2 separate regions of the Macaca mulatta genome follow, and region 2 is linked to region 1. Evidence: chromatin contacts called from public Hi-C data. All regions are on one chromosome and are shown on one strand. Each heading gives the region's core, a stretch centred on a gene start, on an enhancer-like site or on the middle of the called end of the contact. The rest is flanking DNA. Distances are from core to core; before and after follow the strand shown.

The links. A called contact is a pair of places that touch in the nucleus more often than the background predicts.
Region 2: a contact with region 1 is called in a Hi-C map of liver, with 5 times the contacts expected there. The contact joins the promoter of ZNF764 here to the promoter of ZNF747 in region 1. A contact is called at or near these places in 5 of 14 Hi-C or Micro-C datasets (CD4 T cells, blood, fetal cortex germinal zone and 2 more).

What each region holds. Positions count from the first base shown.
Region 1 is chr20:29,145,411-29,152,820 of T2T-MMU8v2.0, reverse strand. ZNF747 (zinc finger protein 747) reads left to right here and starts at 3,859. Exons shown (of 4, transcript XM_028841562.2): 1 at 3,859-4,257; 2 at 4,398-4,511; 3 at 5,560-6,079; 4 at 6,081-6,443. The coding sequence starts at 4,062. The coding sequence ends at 6,204. It overlaps ZNF768 (zinc finger protein 768), which reads left to right and starts at 5,563. Exons shown (of 2, transcript XM_077985816.1): 1 at 5,563-6,424. It also overlaps the pseudogene LOC100429815.
Region 2 is chr20:29,185,029-29,192,438 of T2T-MMU8v2.0, reverse strand. ZNF764 (zinc finger protein 764) reads left to right here and starts at 5,171. Exons shown (of 6, transcript XR_013411636.1): 1 at 5,171-5,558; 2 at 5,699-5,809. All of the region lies in intron 1 of LOC144337990 (a long non-coding RNA gene), which reads left to right.

The sequences.
Region 1 (7,410 bases), core at 2,610-5,109:
TCCTGTCATTTCTTTTAAAATTTATTGTCCTTGGCCGGGTGCAGTGGCTCACACCTGTAATCCCAGCACTCTGGGAGGCCAAGGTGGGTGGATTGCCTGAGGTCAGGAGTTCAAGACCAGCCTGACCAACATGGTGAAACCCTATCTCTACTAAAAATACAAAATTAGCTGGGTGTGGTGGTGCATGCCTGTAGTCTCAACTATCCAGGGTGCTGAGGCAGGAGAATCCTTTGAACCCGGGAGGCAGAGGTTGCAGTAAGCCGAGATCGCGCCAATGCACTCCAGCCTGGGCAACAAGAGCGAAACTCCATCTCAAAAAAATAAAAAAAAATAAAAATTATAGTTCTTTAAGAAATATAGGCCGGGCGCAGTGGCGTGGGCGACAAAGCGAGCCTTCGTCAAAAAAAAAGAAAAAGAAAGAAAAGAAAAGAAAGAAAGAAAGAGAAAGAAAGAAACAAAAGAAAGAAAATGATCAGTAGCTGCACCACTAGAAAGATGGCGGAGCAAGAGCAAAGAAAAATCCTTTTGGTTCCAGAAAATCTCCTGAAAAATAGGAGGTCTTATCAAGCCCTCAAAGCCACCCAGGCAAAGCAGGCACTTTTGGCAAAGAAGGAGCAGAGGAAAGGAAACGGGCTCAGGTTTAAGCGACTGGAATCATTCCTACATGATTCCTGGCAGGAGAAACGTGACAAGGTGCATCTCAGACGACTAGAAGCGAAACCTCATGCCTTGGAATTGCCAGATAAACATTCCTTGGCCTTGGTTGTATGCATCAAAAGGATTGATGGTGTGAGTTTACTGGTGCAGAGAACCATTGCAAGACTTCGCCTAAAGAAAATTTTTAGTGGTGTCTTTGTAAAAAGTCACCCCCTAGAACCTAAAAACGCTACGTATAGTGGAACCTTATGTGACCTGAGGATTTCCAAATCTGAAGTCTGTCTGGGAACTCATTTTGAAACATGGACCAGCCAAGGTCAAGAATAAGACCATCGGCCAGGTGTGGTGGCGCATGCCTGTAATCCCAGCACCTTGGGAGGCCGAGGCGGGTGAATCACGAGGTCAGGAGATCGAGACCATGCTGGCTAACACGGTGAAACCCCATCTCTACTAAAAATACAAAAAATTAGCCAGGCATGTTGGCGGGCACCTGTAGTCCCAGCTACTCGGGAGGCTGAGGCAGGAGAATGGCGTGAACCCGGGAGGCAGAGCTTGCAGTGAGCCGAGATCACGCCACTGCACTCTAGCCTGGGCGACAGAGTAAAACTCTGTCTCAAAAAAAAAAAAAAAAAGAAGAGGAAGACCATCCCTCTGACAGACAACACAGTGATTGAGGAGGACCTGGGGAAGTTTGGTGTCATTTGCCTGGAAGACCTCATTCATTAAATTGCCTTCCCAGGGAAGCATTTCCAGGAGCTCTCATGGTTCTTGCGTCCTTTCCACCTCTCAGTGGCCCAAGATGCTACCAAAAATAGAGTGGGCTTCCTCAAGGAGATGGGCACACCTGGTTATCAGGGTGAATGCATCAATCAGCTCATCTGTCAGCTGAACTAGACTCAGGTGCCAAACTGCGATAAATTTTTATCAATGAAGTGGAAGCATGTGTTTTTGTTGTTTTGGGAATTTTTATCAAGTACTTCAGAGATTATTTCCTGCTTTATCTTCAAAAACTGAAAAGAAAAGACAGTAGCTGGCCAGGCACGATGGCTCAAGCCTATAATCCCAACACTTTGGGAGGCTGAGGCGGGCGTATCACCTGAGGTCAGGAGTTTGAGACCAGCCTGACCAACATGGAGAAATGCCGTCTTTAGTAAAAATATAAAAATTAGCTGGGCGTGGTGGCGCATGCCTGTAATCCCAGCTACTCGGGAGGCTAAGGTGGGAGAACCGCTGGAACCTAGGAGGCGGAGGTTGTGGTGAGCAGAGATCACACCATTGCGCTCCAGCCTGGGCAACGAGAGCAAAACTCCGTCTCAAAAAAAGAAAAGAAAAGACAGTAGCTTATGTTCATGGCAAGCACTTCTCATCACAGTGCAGTTCCAAGGAAAACTTCCAGCATTTTCTACATTGGGTGCCACGTCATCTGAAATCAGCACATTCCATGGAGGAAGGAGTCTTGCTCTGTTGCATCTATCCTAGGGTTTAATGTTGATAAATGAGTAACTCTAGCATTTGTAAAAGGCTCCTTAAGGCTCCTGCAGCAGCCGACCAAGCCCAAGGACATAACTGAATCTGGAGAGTCCTGGGGCCTTGTTTTGAAAAAGACTTGAAATACACATAGGAAGAAAGCCATAAAAATAAATGTTCACTTGTCTCTGAAAAAAAAAAAGAAAGAGAAAAAAAGAAATATAAAAGCAAAACTTGGCTTCAGCCATTTTTTCTGACTGCTCTGTCTTGCGAAGATCCCTGAGTACATGTAAAACAGATACAATTTGTATTCTTTCCTTTTTTCTTATTTATTTTTGAGACAGGGTCTCCTAAGTTGAGCAGGCGGATCTCATTCTCTTGGACTCAAGAGATGCTTGTGCCTCGACCTCCCAGTAGATAGGATTACAGATGATTCTCAATCTAGGCCTAGATTCAACTGAAGAGCCCACTAAGAGCTAAAAGACGCCTTGGAGATTACTCTGACTCCAGTACACAGGACATGTATGAAGTCAGGTGGAGCACAGAGTAGGCCATCAGGAAGTGTGAGACGGAGGTCTGGTGGGAGAGCTGGCGACATTTACTGACATAAAGATCCCAGGGGAAGCAGGTTGGGGTAAGAAAGGGATGAGCTGGTTTTGAGCGGAGGAGTCTTGGGCCATCCGCGTAGGGGCAGGACCTGAGGGGAGCCGAGAGCCTGGCTGCAGCTAGAGGGAGACCGGCGGTCGGGAGGCGTCCTGCACAGCACATGGGAGAAACTCCTAGAAGAGAGGACCCTCTGACCTTCTCAACCTTACCCTACTCTCCTGGCTGCTTCCGCCATCTAGAAGCTCCAAGGATTTCAAGCTCCAACAAGCCTACCATAGAGGAGGGTCTCCTGTATCCACTCCATGGCTTTTGTGAAAGGAAAATAAATCTTGGGGCCCCCAAATCACTACCCTAAAGGTAAAAGTCAAGCTGGGAACTGCTTAGGGCCAACCTGCCTCCCATTCTATTCAAAGTCACCCCTTTGCTGGCTGACATAGATGGATATCTGATTGCATCCTCTGGAAACGCTAATCAGAAACTCCAAAGAATGCAACCGTTTGTGCCTCACCTTCAGTTTCCTGGAAGCCCCTCCCTGCTTCGAGTCTTCCTGCCTTTGCTTCAAGTTGTCCCGCCTTTCCAGACAGAACCAATGTACTTACATACACTGATTGATGTCTCATGTCTCCATAAAATGTATAAAACTAAGCTGTGTCCCGACCACCTTGGGCACATGTCGTGAGGACTTCCTGAGGCTGTCACGCGCGTGTCGTCAACCTTGGCAAGAAATTGAGATCTATCTCGGAATTTCTGGGTTCACACTTTTTGCTCTCAACATTGGGAAGAGACTGCTGCCGCCGTTCCTGAGGACAAAACGAGAGGGTGATGGGCTGGAGCCCGATTCTAAAAAGGTCCAGGGACGAAAACTAACTTCTGAGTTCACGACGGTTCCCTTCCGTGGGAGGCTCCTTTGTTTCTGCAAACCCGGGCTGAGCTCTGAGCTGTGCGGCCTCACCGGGCGGGGCCAGAGCATACTCGGTTGGTTTTCAAGGCCGGCGCCTGTAGCCGCAACGGCCATTTTTGATTAGGGCACGGAGAGACCGCTGCCTGGGGGTGGGGGCGGGGGGCGCCGTCCTGGGTACAATTGCGCAGGGGCAAAGGTCGAGAGGTCGCGCAGCCGCAGTTTTTTTTGAAGAAATAGTCCAGTTCTGACTATGGACTCGCAGCCATCGGCCCTTAGTTTCCATCCCCTCTAGTGGGCCCTCGGGGGTTATAGTGACCTCCCTCCTTCCCTTGGGACTGGGCCGGGGAGGTGTTCTCGGGCGCGGGAGGTTCCGTATGCCCAGGCCCGGCCAGGGGAGGTGACCGATTCGTCGCTGGGGCTGACAGTCCCCATGGCGCCGCCTCTGGCCCCGCTCCCTTCTCGGGATCCAAACGGGGCAGTACCCGAGTGGAGAAAGCCCAGGACCGTGAGCTTCGCCGACGTGGCCGTGTACTTCTCTCGGGAGGAGTGGGGCTGCCTGCGACCCGCGCAGAGGGCCCTGTACCGGGACGTGATGCGGGAGACCTACGGCCACCTGGGCGCGCTCGGTGAGAGCCCCACCTGCTCACCTGGGCCCTGCGCCCCCACACGCCCTGCCGCGCCTCTGGGAGCTGCGCGTGGAGTTGGGGGTCCCGGGGCCGGGCAGGCGGCCTCCCCACAGCGTGGGGTTTGCGTTCTTCTCCCCCAGGAGTCGGAGGCAGCAAGCCGGCGCTCATCTCCTGGGTGGAGGAGGAGGCCGAACTATGGGATCCAGCTGCCCGGGATCCGGAGGTGACGAAGTGTCCGACAGAAACGGACCCAGGTGGAGTATCGGGTGCTAAGTCCCATGGGGACTTCTCTGTTCCTGTCCCATCCCGGTTTCCTCTGCCACCTCCAGCTACCTGCTTAGCAGTTTCCTCTCTGAACTGCCTTCTCAACTACGGCCAGCAGGGTGAGACCTTGCCTTGGCCCCGGATGCAGCCTAGAAAGGGGCTGTGATGGGGGCTCTGGCCCTGCCATACCCGCCTCTAAGTCCTCACCTCTGCGTGGTCACTACACTCTGGGGGCTTTTTTGTTTTGCTTTAGAGATAGGGTCTCTGTTGCCCAGACTGAGGTGCAGTGGTGCCATCATAGCTCACTGCAGCCTCGAACTCCCGGGCTCAAGCAATCGGATCAAGCAATCCTCCCGCCTGGGCCTCCAGAGTACCTAAGACTGTAAAGGCACTAGGCACCACGCCTGGCTGTTTTTTTTTTTTTTTAATTAAAAATTTTTTTTAAAGAGGTGGAGGTCCTGGTGTGTTGCCCGGGCTGGTCTCGAACTCTAGCCATCCTCTATCTCGGCCTCCCAAAGCACTGGGATCACAGTCATGAGCCACCGCGCCTGGCCTCTAAGTTCCGTTGGCTCTACCTCCACATCATGACCCCCGCCCCAGTCGTTTTCCTGCAGGATGGTTCCTATGCCCCCTAGGCGCCCCCCACCCCGCCCTCCCATTTCCTTCCTTAAGTTCTTGCCTCAGCCTTTGCAGAGTATCCAGCCCCACTGAACTTGGCCATGCCCGCCTGGTTCTGCCTTTCTTGGTGCTGTTCCTTCTGCCTAGAATATCGCCAGGTGTCCGCTCCTCCTTCTGGATCAGGCCCAGATGTTCATGTCATCTCTGCCCTTCCATGCGGTGACATTTCCCCAGTCCCGAGGCGGAATGGACTGTTTCTCCCTCCTGGCTCTGTCTGGCTCAGCAGCCGAGGAACAGGTGTCACTGCTCTATCTCCCAGGGGCAGCCGGGGGTCCAGCAGGCCTGTCCCTGTCCACGCGGGCTGTGGGATTCAAGGACCAGGATGAGCCGAGCCTGAACTCTCTTGTCTTTATCTCCCAGCAGATTCCAGAAACGAGGAAGAGGAAAGACAAAGGGAAGGGATGGGAGCCCTGGAGAAGCCTGTCCCTGTGACCGCCGGGTCTCCTGGGCTGAAGGTTCCCCAAGCCCCCTTTACCAGGTTGGAGCAGCTGTCCAAGGCGCGGCGCCGGAGTCGCCCCCGCTTTTTTGTCCACCCCCTTGTCCCCCGAGCGGACCAGCGTCACGGCTGCTACGTGTGCGGGAAGAGCTTCGCCTGGCGCTCCACGCTGGTGGAGCACATCTACAGCCACAGGGGCGAGAAGCCCTTCTACTGCGCAGACTGTGGCAAGGGCTTTGGCCATGCTTCCTCCCTGAGCAAACACCGGGCCATCCATCGTGGGGAGCGGCCCCACCGCTGTTCCGAGTGTGGCAGGGCCTTCATGCGCCGCACGGCTCTGACTTCGCACCTGCGCGTCCACACCGGCGAGAAGCCCTACCGGTGCCCACAGTGTGGCCGCTGCTTCGGCCTGAAGACTGGCATGGCCAAGCACCAGTGGGTCCATCGGCGAGGGGCGCAGGGGCCGGCGCCCTGGGGGGCTGTCTGTGACCCTGATCCCTGGCCGCGGGGACCTGGACCCACCCGTGGGCTTCCAGCTGTACCCAGAGATATTCCAGGAATGTGGATGAAGGCCTCAAAAGTGACTATCTAGACATTGCGGGAGGCCCGAGATGGGCTCAGGGGCCCGAACCTCTGCAGCGGCCTGCAGGGAGGTCCCAGAATCCACGGCAAGAGCTGGCCTGGGGTGTGGACATTCTGAACGTGGGCACTCAACAGCCTCTTCTGCCAGCACCTTGCTCCCTGCTGCCCTGGGCTCTCCAAGGCCACCTTTGCTGAGGCAGGGCTGAGGTGAGAACCCCCCAGACCTCCATACCGGGAAGCAAAAGCTGTTTCTCCTCCCAAAGGTGCTAAGAGGATTGAGGTAGAGGAGAACCTTGTTTTCTCTGTTTTTTCTTTTTACTTTTTTAATTTTTTGAGATGGAGTTTTGCTCTTGTTGCCCAGGCTGGAAGTGCAATGGTGCAATCTTCGCTCACTGCAATGTCCGCCTCCTGGATTCAATCGATTCTCCTGCCTCAGCCACCTGAGTAGCTGGAATTACAGGCACACTATGCCTGGCTAATTTTTGTGTTTTTAGTAGAGATGGGGTTTCACCATGTTGGCTAGGCTGGTCTCGAATTCCTGCCCTCAGGTGATCCACCCACCTCTGCCTCCCAAAGTGCTGGGATTACAGGCGTAAGCCACCTCACCTGGCCTTTTCTTTTTTATTCTTTGACCCTCCCACAGCACAATACCCATTGTCTGTTTATTTATTTACATATTTTTAAGACAGCATCTTGCTCATCACCCAGGCTGGAATGCAGTGGTGTGAACTGGGCTCACTGCAGCCTAGACCTTCTGGGCTCAAGGAATCCTCCTGCCCCAGCCTCTCAGATGGCTGAGACTACAGGTGGGCTACACTACGCCTGGCTAAGTTTTAGTTTTTTTTGCAGAGATGGGGTTCCCACTATGTTGATCAGGCTGGTCTCAAACTCCTGGGTTCAAGCAATTTGCCCACCTTGGCCTCCCAAAGTGCTGGGATTACAGGGGAGCCACCGCACTGGCCTCCATTGTCTTTTTGCTGCACAACTTAAAAAACCAGTGGCCCTGTACTGGATCTGGCCTGCAGTTGCTGTATTGATTTGGGCCCAGGCAGTGTTTTTTTTTTTTTTTTTTTTTTTTTTTTTTTTTTTTTTTTTTTGAGACGGAGTCTAGCTCTGTTGCCCAGGCTGGAGTGCAGTGGCCAGATCTCAGCTCACTGCAAGCCCCGCCTCCCGGGTTCACGCCATTCTCCTGC
Region 2 (7,410 bases), core at 3,922-6,421, 38 kb before region 1:
CTGAGTAGCTGGTACTACAGACACATGACACCATGCCCATCTAATTTTTGTATTTTTAGTAGAGACAGGGTTTCATCATGTTGGTCAGGCTGGTCTCAAACTCCTGACCTCAAGTTATCTGCCTGCCTCGGCCTCTCAAAGTGTATATTTATCCTCTTTACATTTATATGGCAGTGTGGTAACCTACCCTAAAATCCTACCTCTCTAGTTGATGAGGTTTTGCCTTCAATAATTTGAGGCATTCCAGCCTGGCTTCTGGGGTCAGTAAGCTGAGATCGCGCCATTGCACTCTGGCCTGGGGGACAAGAGCAAGACTCCCTCTCAAGAGTAGAGAGTAGCCGGGCGCGGTGGCTCAAGCCTGTAATCCCAGCACTTTGGGAGGCCAAGACAGGCGGATCACGAGGTCAGGAGATCGAGACCATCCTGGCTAACACGGTGAAACCCCGTCTCTACTAAAAAATACAAAAAAAAAACTAGCCGGGCGAGGTGGCGGGCGCCTGTAGTCCCGGCTACTCCGGAGGCTGAGGCAGGAGAATGGCGGGAACCCAGGAGGCAGAGCTTGCAGTGAGCTGAGATCCCGCCACTGCACTCCAGCCTGGGTGACAGAGCGAAACTCCGTCTCAAAAAAATAAAATAAAATAAAATAAAAAAATAAGAGTAGAGAGTAGAGGCCAGGTGCAGTGGCTTATGCCTGTAATCCCAGCACTCTGGGAGGCCCAGGCAGGTGGATCTCCTGAGGTCAGGAGCTCGAGACCAGCTTCGCCAACATGGTGAAACCCTGTCTCTACTAAAGATACAAAAAATTAGCCGGGCATGGCGGCAGGCGCCGTATTCCCAGCTACTCAAGAGGCTGAGGCAGAAGAATCGCTTGAACCCGGGAGGCAGAGGTTGCAGTGAGTCAAGATCGCGCCATTGCACTCCAGCCTGGACAACAAGAGCTAAACTCTGTCTCAAAAAAAAGAAAAAGAAAAAAAGAGAGCGAGAGAGTGTAGAGTGGAATAGAATAGAATAGAAAAAATTAAAAATATAATAAATAAAACACAATAATAAAATAAAGACTGGGTCACTGAGTGGGCCTCCTCGAAGTGCCTCCTCTAAGGGACTGGGAAGGGGACGTCAAGCCCTTGGTCGAGAATCTTGGACCGGTTTCCCCTCCCCTGTAGCCCTTGCTGACAACTGCCTGAGCCCAGGTCGAAGCGGCTGCATCCATCTTAACTACGGCAAGAGGCGCTGCCAAGGCCGCCTGAGAGGAACAGCAAGAGGAGACGTTTCCAGCAGGAACAAACCAGGTCAGCAACACCAGATCGATATTCAAGCTATTCAATGCCTTTCTCTAAAATGAAGAGAAGCTGGACTATCGACAGCCATCTCTTCTAAGAGGGCCTTCATTTTTCTGGACTCTGGAACCACTGAGTTGCTCGCTGTCCTCTCTAGTCCCCACCCGAAGCTACTTCCGGTCGTCGAGGCGTCCGTGGAGCCCCCTGCACCCCACTCCCAGGGCAAATTCCCAGTGTCCCTCCAGGAGCCGCCCAGTCACTGGCCGCGCTCATGGCTCCAAGCCAATGTACCTGGGGAGGCGGAAGGGACGGAGACTGGGAAAGAGTCCGCGGGCCGAGAGCTCTGCGGAAACGGCCGACTGCCTCTTCCTGGCACAGTGGCGGTGTCTGCGGTATAGGGATGTTTGCGTCCTGATCCCGGATGCGATGCCTCGACCTGCGGCCTCCTAGATGCGCTCAGCGGCGCCCGCCCCACCCGGATCCCCGAAAAGGGAAAGAAGTGGCTCTCCTCACTTATGGGGCAGGTTAACCCGTTTCTTGAGATCCCCGCCAGATCACCATCCTTCCAGGCTCCTCCACAGGGCCTCCCCCGGACCTCCTGTAAAACGTTCACAGCCTGGTATACTGATATATTCTGAGTTAAAAACAGAGAAATTGTAGTTTCAGACGGAGCAATCCGACCTGTTTCTTCTGCATGCAGCATGCCAGAAACCTTACTCTGGGGGAATATCCTTCTGTACCAGGGCAAGAAAACAGCCTTCAGAGGCCACAAGGGACCAGAATAAACATAGGTAACAAAGTAGTCTGTATGTTGCACCTACTTGACACCCCCCCATACATATTCTAGCTACTCACTGCCCTAGCTAAATTTTCTTTGTCCTGTCATTTATTTTTTTCCTTTTATTACTTCTTTCTTCTGAGAGAGAGTCTCGCTCTGTAGCCCAGGCTGGAGTGCAGTGGCAGGATCTCGGCTCACTACAACCTCTGCCTGCCAGGTTCAGGCTATTCTACCTCAGCCTCCTAAGTAGGTGGGACTACAGGCACGGGCCACCACGCCTGGCTAATTTTTGTATTTTCAGTAGAGATGGGGTTTCACCATGTTGGCCAGGATGGTCTCGATCTCTTGACCACTCATGATCCGCCCGCCTCGGCCTCCCAAAGTGCCGGGATTACAGGTGTGAGCCACCGGGCTGGCCCTCTTTTCTTTTTTTTCAAACGAAGTCTCTCTCCCACCCAGGCTGGAGTGTAGTGGCGTGATCTCGGCTCACTGCCACCTCTGCCTCCCAGGTTCAAGTGAGTCTCCTGCCTCAGCCTCCCGAGTAGCCGGGATTACAGGCACCCACCACCCCCTCGCCCCCAGCTAACCTTTTTAAAATTATTATTAGTAAGCACGGGGTTTCCTGACCTCAAGTGATCCACCCACCTTGGCCTCCCAAAGTGATGGGATTACAGGCATGAGCCACCACATCTGCCCACTTAAATTTTATTGTTCTTTGTCTAAGAAACATAAAAGCACCTGGCTTTGGGCACTTTTTCTGACTTCCCTCTCTTGTGAAGATCCCCATGTACATGTAAAACTAATACAATTTGTATAATTTTCTCGTTTGTCCACTGTCAATTCATTTTTTCTTATTTTACTTTATTATTTATTTATTTATTTATTTTTGAAGATATGGTTTCACTAACTTGCCCAGGCTGATCTCATACTCCTGGGCTCAAGGGATCCTCCTGCCTTTGCTTCCCAGTAGCTAGGATTACAAGCGATTCTCAATCTGGGCCTAGATTCAACTAAAGAGCCCACTAAGAGCTAAAAGGCGGTTAGAGGCGACTCTTACTCCCATACACAGTAAGGGAGGAGACCACCCCTCATACTGTCTTATGCCCAATTTCTGCCTCCAAAGAATGAAGAAGTAAAAACTAAAAGGCAGAAATGAAATCCATAAGCAGACAGCCCGGCGCCAGACCCTGGGCCTGGTAGTTAAAGATCGACCCCTGACCTAATCGGTTATGTTATCTATAGATTATAGACATTGTATAGAAAAGCACTGTGAAAATCCCTGTCCTGTTCTGTTCCATTCTAATTACCAGTGCATGCAGCCCCCAGTCATGTACCCACTGCTTGCTCAATTGATCATGACCTTCTCACGGGGACCCCCTTAGAGTTGTGAGCCCTTAAAAGGGACAGGAATTGCTCACTCGGGGAGCTTGGTTTTTGATACCTGAGTCTTGCTGATGCTCCTGGCCGAATAAAGCCCTTCCTTCTGGGCCAGGCGCGGTGGCTCAAGCCTGTAATCCCAGCACTTTGGGAGGCCGAGATGGGCGGATCACGAGGTCAGGAGATCGAGACCATCGTGGCGAACACGGGGTTTAGTAGAAACCCCGTCTCTACTAAAAAATACAAAAAAACTAGCCGGGTGAGGTGGCGGGTGCCTGTAGTCTCAGCTACTGGGGAGGCTGAGGCAGGAGAACGGCGTAAACCCGGGAGGCGGAGCTTGCAGTGAGCTGAGATCCGGCCACTGCATTCCAGCCTGGCGACAGATCTGGCAAGACTCCGTCTCAAAAAAAAAAAAAAAATAATAATAATAAAAGCCCTTCCTTCTTTAACTTAGTGTCTGAGGGGTTTTGTCTGCAGCTCATCCTGCTACATTTCTTGGTTCCCTGATCCCCCTTTGAGTTGTGAGCCCTTAAAAGGGACAGGAATTGCACACTCGGGGAACTTGGTTTTTGAGATGTGAGTCTTGCTGATGCTCCCGGCCGAATAAAGCCCTTCCTTCTTCAACTCGGTGTCTGAGGGGTTTTGTCTGCAGCTCCTCCTGCTACAACAGGACATGTATGAAGTCAAATGGAGCACAGAATAGGTCATCAGGAAGTGAGAGGGTGGTCTGGGGGAGAGTTGGCAACATTTACTGAGATAAAGACCCCAGGGGAAGCAGTTTGGGGCAAGAAAGGGATGAGTTGGGCTTGAGCAGAGGAGCCTTGGGCCATCCGCCCAGCGGCAGGATGTGAGGGGAGCTGAGAGCCCGGCTGCAGCTAGAGGGAGACCGGCGACTGGGAGACGTCCTGCACAGTAAATGGGAGAGGCTCCTAGAAGAGAGGACCCTCTGACTTTCTCAACCTTACCCTACTCTCCCCACTGCCTCTGCCATCAGGAAGATTCCAGAATTTCAGGCTCCAAGAAGCCTACAAGCCTACAGTCTCCTGTATCCACTCCTTTTTCTTTGTTTCTTTCTTTTCTATTTTTGAGTCGGAGTTTCGCTCTGTCGCCCAGGCTGGAGTGCCGTGGCGCAATCTTGGCCCACTGCAAACTCCGCCTTCCGCGTTCAAGCAATTCTCCTGCCTCAGCCTCCCCAGTTACTTGGATTATTTAGTCGAGACGGGGTTTCACCATGTTGGTGAGGCTGGTCTCGAAGTCCTGACCTCAGTTCCTCCGGCCTCGGCCTCCCAAACTGCTGATTACAAGCGTGAGCCACTGCGCCACGCCCACTCCATTGGTTTTTACACTCAACATTAGGAAGAGACTGCTGTCGCCCTGTTTCTGAGATAACAAGGACAAAACGAGGGAGTGATGAGCTGGAGACCAATTATAAAACGGTCTAGAGACGAAAACTAATGCCTGAGTTCAGTAAGGCCGAGAGGCCAGCTCCCTCCCAGGAGGCGCTTTCTTGTTGTTGCAGACCCGGGCGGAGCTCTCTGCTGCACCGCCTCGCTGGGCCGGGGACTAAACAAACGCGACTAGTTTTCAAGGCCGGCCCCTGTAGTCACCGCGGCCATTTTGGATGAGGGTACGGAGAGAACGCCGCCTGTACATACCGGGGACGTTGTCTTGGGCACGATTGCGTAGGGGCAAAGGTCGAGTACCCGCACCGCCGCCATTTTTTATGAGGGCATATTCCATTTCTGATTATACACCCGCTGCCATCGGCACCGTTAGTTTCCATGCTCTCTAGTGCGCCCTCGGGGGGCCCTAGAGACCTTCCTCCTTCCCTTGGGCCTGGCCGCGTAGGCTTTCTCGGACGCAGGAGGTTCCGAAGGCCCAAGCCAGGCCAACGGGAGGCAGCCGATCCGTAGTCGGGTTGACAGTCACCATGGTGCCGCCTCTGGCCCCGCTCCCTCCCCGGGACCCAAATGGGGCCGGACCCGAGTGGAGGGAGCCAGGGATTGTGAGCTTCGCGGACGTGGCCGTGTACTTCTGCCGGGAGGAGTGGGGCTGCTTGCGACCCGCGCAGAGGGCCCTGTACCGGGACGTGATGCGGGAGACCTACGGCCACCTGAGCGCGCTCGGTGAGAGCCCCTCCTGCTCACCTGGGCCCTGCGCCCCCACAGGCCCTGCCGCGCTTCTGGGAGCTGCGCGTGGAGTTGGGGACCCCGGGGCCGGGCAGGCGGCTTCCCCTCAGTGTGGGGTTTGCGTTCTTCTCCCCTAGGAATCGGAGGCAACAAGCCAGCTCTCATCTCCTGGGTGGAGGAGGAGGCCGAACTGTGGGGCCCCGCTGCCCGGGATCCGGAGACGAAATGTCCGACAGAAACGGACCCAGGTGGAGTATAGGGTGCTACTTCTCTGTTCCTGTCCCATCCCGGTATCCTCTGCCACCTGCAGCTACCTGCTTAGCAGTTTCCTCTCTCAACTGCCTTCTCAACTGCGACCAGGAGGCTGAGCCCCTGCCTGGCTCCCGGATGCAGTCGAGAAAGGAGCAGTGATGGGGTTCTGGGCCTGCCATAACCCGCCCCTGAGTCCTCACCTCTGTGTGGTCACTACACTCTTGGGGCTTTTTTTGGTGTTTTTGTTTTAGAGACAGGGTCTCGCTCTGTTGCCTAGGCTGAGTGCAGTGGCAGCCTCATAGCTCACTGTAGCCTGGAACTCCCAGGCTCAAGTAGTCCTCCCGCCTGGGCCTCCAGAGCAGCTAAGACTGTACAGGTGGTCACCACGAAGCCTGGGTAATTTTTTTTTTTTTTTTTTTAAAGACAAAGTTTTGCTCCATTGCCCAGGCTGGAGTGCAGTGGCGCCATCTGAGCTCACTGCAACCTTCCCCTCCCAGTTTCAAGTAATTATTCTGCCTCAGCCTCCCAAGTAGCTGGGATTACAGGTGCCCACCACCACGCCTCGGTAATTTTTAATTTTTATTTTATTTATTTTTTTATTTATTTTGAGACGGAGTCTTGATCTGTCTGTCGCCCGGGCTGGAGTGCTGTGGCGCGATATCGGCTCACTGCAAGCTCCGCCTCCTGGGTTCACGCCATTCTCCAGCCTCAGCCTCCCGAGTAGCTGGGACTATAGGCACCCGCCACTACGCCCGGCTAATTTTGTTTTTGTATTTTTAGTAGAGACGGGGTTTCACTATGTCACCCAGGCTGGTCTCGATCTCCTGACCTTGTGATCCGTCCGCCTCGGCCTCCTAAAGTGCTGGGATTACAGGCATGAGCCATGGCGCCCGGCCAATTTTTTGTATTTTTAGTAGAGACAGGGTTTCACTATGTCACCCAGGCTGGTCTAGAACTCCTGGGGTCAAGTGGTCCGCCTGCCTCGGACTCCCAAAGTGACCCACTGCGCCTGGCCTAATTTTTAAAAATTGTTATGTAATATATTTTAGAGACGGGGTCCTGGGTCTTGGTGTGTTGCCCAGGCTGGTCCTGAAATCCTAGACTGATGCTCCTTCTCTGCCTCCGAAAGCGCTGGGATTACCGCCTTGAGCCCCCACACCCAGTCTCTTAAGCTCTGTTGACTCTACCTCCACCTCAGGACCCACCCCTGCGGTTCACCTGCAGGCTGGTTCCTCTCTCCCCGCCTGCCCCCCTTTTTTTCCTTCATTTCTTGCCCTCAGCCTTTGCGGAGTGTCCAGCCCCACTGAAATTGGCCATGCCCACCTGGTTCTGCCTTTCTTGGTGCTGTTCCTGATGCCTGGAACATCCTCAGGTGTCCGCTCCTCCTTCTGGATCAGGCCCAGATGTTCATGTCATCTCTGCCTTTCCCCCGCAGTGACATTTCCCCAGCCCCGAGGCCGAGTGGACTGTTCCTTCCCTCCGTCCCGGCTCTGTCTGGCTCAGCAGCCGAGGAACAGGTGTCACTCCTCCATCTCCCAAGGGCAGCCGGGGGTCCAGCAGGCCTGTCCCTGCCCACGCGGGCTGTGGGATTCAAGGA